Linked DNA regions of Danio rerio: region 2 is linked to region 1. Evidence: chromatin contacts called from public HiCAR-type data. All regions are on one chromosome and are shown on one strand. The core of a region is the stretch at or near the end of the contact, and the rest is flanking DNA. Distances in the headings are between cores, read along the strand shown.

Region 1 (3,815 bases), core at 368-2,867:
TTTTAATTTGTTGACCATTTACTCAGTCAAATAATTCTAAACAGGTTTTTTTCTTCTGTTGAACACAAAACCAGATAATCTGATTGATGCTTGGGGTGGGGTTGGGGGTGGGTGGGGGGGTGGGGTGAATGGTTGACATTCATAATTAGAGAAAAATAACTAGAAATCAATGGCTGTTTTTTTCCAACACCCTTCAGTGTTTCCTTTGTGTTCAACATTGGAAAGAAACTCAAACAGGTTTGAAACAAGTCAAGGGTGAGTAAATGAAACTGAATTTTTACTCTAGGTAGGCATGAGCTGGTATAAGATTCTGAAGATTTGATAACCTTGGATAAAAATTTCTGTGGTATTGTGATTACTGCTCTAAAATCTATTCATTTTAAATGTGTCTGGGTAAAAAACTAAAACATTTTCCCCTTTTGAACACATTTTATTTTGGGATACATTTCAAATATTTTGTAGTAGTAAACATGTCAGGCTAAAAAACGCAAATCAATTATTGACTTCTGCTATCTTTATTTGTTTCAAAAACACAGATTTCTTTTTTTTCTTTTTACAATTTAAGATGGCATCTTTGGATATTTGTTTCTGCTGGAGATACTGTTGTCCTAAAACTTAAATAAAAATGTTTTAGAACATTGACTTTTCCGAACCGCGGTATACCTTGAAAACAGGTATCGTCCCATGCCTACTTCTAGGTTAACTATACATTTAACCTAGACTGTACAGTGATGTCACAAATGCAGACCGGATGTAGCTGCAGGCTGAGCTGCATGCAATTCTTTTTAACCCTAACCCTACCCCATAACAGTGACGTCAGTAGCTCCATTGAGAGCAATTTGTCTGCTTGTCTCAACTTGCATATGCATATCCATTCAGATACTATTGCAAGTAGTTTTAAACTAGAATTATTAAACTATTGCAAAAAGGTAGGTAAACTTGTAGGGCTTATAACAAATGATAAAAAATGCAGTCATGTTTTGGTAACAGTTACAGATAATGTCATAAAAGCAATACTTTAGTTGCCAAATTAAATCCCTAATGGATATGTGTAGGGCCACTGATTGTCAACGTTGTCTTGTCATCACAGAGCTTGTAACCGCTTTATATGAATAAGTCATCCTGCATTCTTAGACCTTAGCGGCCTCTCCGTGATTTTACTATGAAGTACATACTCAAATGCCAAACAATTATAGTCTGTAACAACAAGACATATATATATATATATATATATATATATATATATATATATATATATATATATATATATATATATATATATATATATATATATATATATATATATATGTCTTGTTTTTAATGTGTTGTTCTCACCACTGCCCCTGGGTAACGGAACTCCTGACAGCGCTTCCAGAACCGAACTCTTTCCCGAGCTTTGGTCTCCTATGACGGCGATGGCAGGCAACGCGAGGTCCTTTTCGACTCCCAGAGACCGTAAATTATCGATAGTGTCGATACAAGGGCGAATTTTCTCCTCATATTGCTGACTGAACGTGTAACTCAACTTCTCCATCCTTAATAATGTCCAAAGACGAATCCTTTTCACAACAAAGTTTCAGATTACCCGACTGTCTGAACTAATGATGCTCGGCTTGCTTTACCGGTAAAGTGAATGCTAGGAGGAGCGCGTATGGATCAGTAAGTTTCATTTCCTGCAAAGCACAATGGTTTCGTTTCTCCAATGTTATTCAGTAAGAATTCATTGTTCAGTAGATGGAAAAACACCTAGCCTATATTGTCTTTGTAGCGACTCTGAGTACCGTATTTTCCGTATGTTGTTCTGTTTAGCTTGGATTCAGTGTAGATTCTTGGATAACCATTTTGCTAAAATTGTTTGTGCAAACTCGCCAAAGCAAACGACTTGGTAACAAATGACGCATTTCTCTAATAAAGAAATTCATTTTTAGAGAGATGTTGATGCACATATTTTGCATATACTTTCAGTGGATTTATTTAAAAATGAGATTTACTATATTATTTTTTAAACTTTTTACACTGACGATTCAATTCAATTTTCTCTGTAAACGCACAGATGTCTGAGTCAATGCCAAAGACTGGTCAGTAGTTTCTGTTAAGTCGTTTTCTTTATATCACGTATCACCCTCTAGGGGGGGCTGTTTATCCATAATCAGATACCGAGATGATGCGGTGACCATGCAGAACATCACTGTTGACTTGCAGGTCTTCTGACCGTTTCTGTTCATTGGTGTAAAGTAACAAAATACTCAAATTACTGTAATTCAGTACTTTTTCCCAGCAATTGTAATTTTCTAAGTAGTTTTAAAAATGTGCACTTAAGCTTGAGTGCTGTATGTTTTTTTACTCCACTATTTTCCCTCAAACTGCAGTCATAACTTTATTTTTTCTTGTCTATGGAGATTGGCTGAGTGGAAAAATCAGTTCTGTTATTCCTGTCCAATCAAATCACACATGGACAGTAAATTGCATCATACTAAACAACCTCAAGACAAGGGTGCTTATAAATGCAGCAAACCACTTTATATCTAAAATCTTCACACACAATGATCCAGGGACCGTTTAGACTGCATGTCACTGATGAGAGGATGGTGGCGGATGCTTACTGTATGATGACTGAAACCAGCAAATAGTCTTAATCACTAAATGCACTACAGAATGTTACGTTTATACTCACATGCACGAATCAAATGTAACCTCAATAGCATTTCACAGTGTACTCACTATTCTTGAGTACTTTTATAATGGCAACTTTTTACTCGTACTTTGAGTAATATTTACAACAGATACTTTTACTACTTTGACTACATTTTCGGGCAAGTAATGGTAATGGTCTATCCACCACCAATGTTGTTCAGGCACAGGAAAAATTCATTCTTAACGATGTGGTATGCTTTCACTTCTGTATTCAGGCTGTAGGATCTAAATGTTCGTATGACACAAAATCTGCAGAAACTGATTGCTTTCAAGTAACAATAATAATATAAAGGAACTAAGCTTAAAATAACATTAATTATTAATAATATGGCTATTTAATCGCCAAACTTCTTGCTGCCGTGCACCTGATGCTGAGCAAAGAGAACAATTTCTGAGCAGCACCTGGTTTGCATGATTGTTTCAGAGCTACTGATACATAGATAGGTCTCTAACATGGGACACTCACATGAATTGGATTTGTGAAAAGCTTTACCAAATACCTAGGAAGGTTACGGTTTTATGATGTTGACAAGAAAATTGTGTACATATTTTATCAGGCTGTATTTGAGAGTGTCATCATGGTCTATCTACATGGAATGGCAATCTTTCTGTAAATCTGAAATCAAAAAATGTTAATATCAGAATTGCTATGAGACTAATAGGTTCAAAAACTTTTACAAGTATTTAAACACTTTACGAGAAATGCACTTTAAATGAAGTGAAAATCATTTTAAACAATCCATCCCATGTACTCGTCCTATTTTATGATCTTTTACCTTCTGGTAGAAAATACAAAACCTTCTGTTGGAAGAAGAAAAGACTTAAGAACTCTTTTAACCCTTAATCCAGTGTCAATCAGACTGTTGAATGCTGATAGATAGTGCGCATGTGTTATTCTTGTATGTAATCCCTTTACAGGGTTGCTTATTTTATCATTTTCTTTATTGACAGAACTTGCTGAAGTGCTCTGTGTGTTCACAGAAAATTTCCCCTTGAGGTACAACAAAGACTACAAGCAAACTGTAGGCCTAAATAATAATAATAATAACAACAGGCTAATAATAATTAAGATTGTTTATTGAACGTTTCAGCAGACTACTTTGGAAAAAGTCAGAAAAGTG
Region 2 (3,815 bases), core at 477-2,976, 94 kb after region 1:
ATATTTAGAGGGCTGAATTGTGTTTAGATGACTATGGCTTGGTATTAAAAATCAATGCAAGCATCAACAAAATAAAGGAAAAAGCAAATATACTTTTAAAATCAACAGTATTCTGTTGGTCTTTGCTACACGATAAGAACGCACAAGTAAGGTATTATTGGTTTTTGCTAATCTTGAGGGGTATTTCAGAGATCTTTTCTATCAATTGACATTATTTGAAGCTTCAATAGATATATTAATGAATATTAACTTATACAGGGTTGTTTGGTTAAGATGTTAAATGGAAAGTTCTCCCAAAACTGACAAATATGTCATCATTTTATCCCCCTTCACTTGATTGAGTTTCTTCTAAAACAAAACAAGTTATTCGGGAAAATGCTGGAAACCTGTACCCATTGACTTCCATAGTAGAACAAAAAAACAAATACTCTGGAAGTCAGTGGTTACAGGTTTCCTGCATTCTTCAAAATTCCTCCTTTAGCGCTCAACAGGAATAAAGAAACTCGTGAAGCTTTGGAACCACTTGAGAGTGAGCGCAATTTAATTTTTCATCACTCTGATTAAGTGGGAACTTATTTCCGTACATTTGAATTATTTCTCAGTTCTATCCCTGTTGAGTCTTAGAATCTTTTTAACAGCAGTGTGATGTACCAGCTACAATTTAATGGTAAAAAATATTTGAATTATTATAATTTAGCCATTTAAAGTCGTTAAAGCATATGACAAGAAAAAAGATACTGCGACTAGCAACAGCTGGATTACACACATCTGTCAAAAACAAGCATTAGTAAAGATTCCTATATTATTATTATTATTATTATTATTTTCATTAAGTTACGTGTCTCTATTGGGGCATTAATGAAACAGTATCTTGTGAAGAAACTGACCGGTTTAATAGTTATAGTTTAAAAGAAAAAGAAAATTTCTTTAAAAATTTAGCATTATTATCAGGCTCCTGTGTGCAGGTTCAGAAATTTCACTTTTACAGCAAAGGATAAGTCATTTTCATGGTCTATAAAGTGAAATAACTCAACATAAACAAAGGAGGCTGAGAAAAATGTTCATTAGAGGTTTTTGCATTTGAACGCTTTAAATATTTGCATAGAAACTAGTGTTAGATACTAATACTGTAATACTTTTAGAGTGTTTGAATAAAATAAATGCATTCTTTTTGTGTTAACTGTTTGATGCTTGTAGAAAAATCAAGATTAATGTTTGTACAAAAGTTTGTTTTTGAAGAATTTAAGAAACTTAATATAGGTACAACAATGTTAGCATTAAAACACAAGTTTCACTGAATAATTGTAACTTAAAATATTGTGTGGATTATTAGGATACGTAATTTTTTACTTAAAACAGGTTTGACGAACTGAAAACTACAAGTTGATCAAATTAAGTTGATGTTACTTGAAAGTGGCAGTCTATAGAACAAGCTAAAATGAGTTTGAAATACTGAACAGGCTGATGGAAATAGTTGCCTCAATTTTTCAAGTAAAACATACACAATATATTTTTAAAGTGTAGCAAGTAAAAAAACAGTACTGAGTAACATTGGTGTTGAAGAAATAATGTCAAAATTCTCCGTTTTCGGTTTACTCCTTTGAGTGTACTTACTTGGTGTTGGAAGTATTCCAATATATTGATTCTAAAACTGTTGATCGAGTCAGTTTTACCCGACAAGCGAACACGAAGAGACCAAATATATAACTCCAGACAGTCGCATCCATTGCGATGGAGAAACAGTTCAGCAGTCCGAATCTGATTAGAAGTGAGAGCTCCGCAGGCACTAAAACGAGCACAATCCGATGCTGTTAGTCGCTCTCATCTGCAGGATAAAACGTAATCATAAAATAAGAGCTCCTTCGCAACTGGCAATCTATAAAGTCAATTTAACACAACAGCCGGACAACGGGTGATAATCCATGTAAACAGGTTCTTTTGGCATTAATATGTCTCAACACGCATCCTTCATATGTAAACAGTTAAAAAGCGCAGGCTCCGCGGAATGGCAGCGTCGCTCTGAAACTCGGATGTTGAGGTCTAATCTAAAGGCAGGATCAGTGCTTCTCCTGTTCTTCGTCTTTGCATTCAACTCTGCCAGTCTTGGAGTGCCCTCAAGACGTGCTCGGAGACTTCTTAGGACAACCCCAGTGTTGGCTTTAGATCCCGCCCACCTTACTCACGATTGGATGACGGCAAATGATTGACATCTAGTCGAATCGTAACAGGAGTCTGGAAATAGTACGGCTACATTAAACAGACTACTACTACATGAGCACCAAGTTTACCTGAGCAGCAAAGGTCTAAATACAGTGTTTTATTTTAAACAGGAGACAGCATAGTGACACACTAGAGGGCATCCGAGAACTTAATAAACAAATATTAGGCTACAGTATTTTAGCAAATCGTCCCTTCAACAACTGTTAGTAGATCTATAAGGTTTGTATTCTATGGCTGGCCCGTAGCCAGCCTTTTTAAAAGGGTTGGACCTTTTTGCAGATATTCGAAGTCAATATTCTGCGTTTTAGCATTTACAACATTAATTTGTGCTGGATTAGTTTGTCGGATGGTTATCATCACACTTTTTTATGCTACAAAAATACTTTCTACAAGTGTTTATCATACTATTTATTTTGCTTACAAAACTTTTATTTACAAGATGTTACAATTTCATAAATGTAATCAGATTAGAATTTCAGAAATATGAAAAAAAATATTTATTTTTAAATGCTAATTTATTATCTTCAATCATAAAAAAATAAAACATGTTTTAAATTAAAAACTGCAACCTAAATATAGTCAAATAACAAACTGGCCAGCTCATTTCCTCTGTCAGAACTTGTCCATTTAAATAATATAAGCCTTCTTTTATTGGTTATTCTTCTTACAGCCTTATGATATTGGTTATTTTCACAATTTATGATGGCATACTGTCAAAAATGGAACAAATGAGCTCATATAGGGGCAAAGTCTTTCAAATGCCGGCTATGGGCCTGACAGTGTTTTTTTTTTTTTTTTTAATAACTAATTTAAGATGTTCAATAACGTTCCATTTACCTCCCTTTAAGAAAGAATAACCAAATGTTTGTTTAGTAAAAGTATAGTAACCATGAAAATTTATTATACCTTTTGTATAACCAGAGATTGACTAAAAATGCTGTGTTAAAAATAGGGTTATCATAAAAATGAGTTATTGCAGTTAAATCTGGGGCTTTACTATGCACCACTAACTTTATTCATAGTTTAGCCATGGTGTTTTGTATGAAAATATTAATAAATACGACAAAAACGGTTACTACAACAAAGCCATGGTTCGTTTTCGCAAACCATAATAATAAAGCAAACTTTTACGTTGATAATACAGTAGGAAAAGTTGCGATCTATTGCTAATATTTAGCCTGTAGTTAACTTTAATACTTTCCATTTCTGAAAGCATTGTTAATATCTTTGCTCGCTGTGATTTACACGAGCGCTAATTACAAATCAGAATTGCACTTAAACACTGTAAATAATCACGCGAATATGGTGGCGTGCGTTTGAAATGAATTAACTAATATTTTCTTTAATCTAAACCTGTATTAAAGCTTGTACTAAAGGCATTTCACACGAGCTTAATCCGCTTAGTCGTGTAAACCTCAAAAAGTCTTAATAATCTGTATTACTCATACGAGTGCGAGCCATTCCGTCATCCGTTTGATGCAGAGGGAAAAAAAAGCAAAAATAAAAGCCTGACATGAATATTTCGGGGAAGAAATCAATGAACCATTTGTTAGAACAACTTTTGTTTATTGTGCTTTGCGTGTTTGAACAGGAAT

The links. HiCAR-type assays count read pairs that join an accessible place to other places.
Region 2: a contact with region 1 is called in a HiCAR-type map of caudal fin, with 5 times the contacts expected there. The contact joins the promoter of efnb2b here to the promoter of mxa in region 1. A contact is called at or near these places in 3 of 18 Hi-C or Micro-C datasets (caudal fin, embryo and an unstated tissue) and 2 of 4 datasets of contacts at active chromatin or transcription factors (caudal fin and embryo).

The regions. Positions count from the first base shown.
Region 1 is chr1:8,983,826-8,987,640 of GRCz12tu, forward strand. It overlaps mxa (myxovirus (influenza) resistance A), which reads right to left and starts at 1,618. Exons shown (of 12, transcript NM_182942.4): 1 at 1,336-1,618. The coding sequence starts at 1,534. It also overlaps a transcript of mxb not described here.
Region 2 is chr1:9,077,571-9,081,385 of GRCz12tu, forward strand. efnb2b (ephrin-B2b) reads right to left here and starts at 1,727. Exons shown (of 5, transcript NM_131808.1): 1 at 1,615-1,727. The coding sequence starts at 1,727.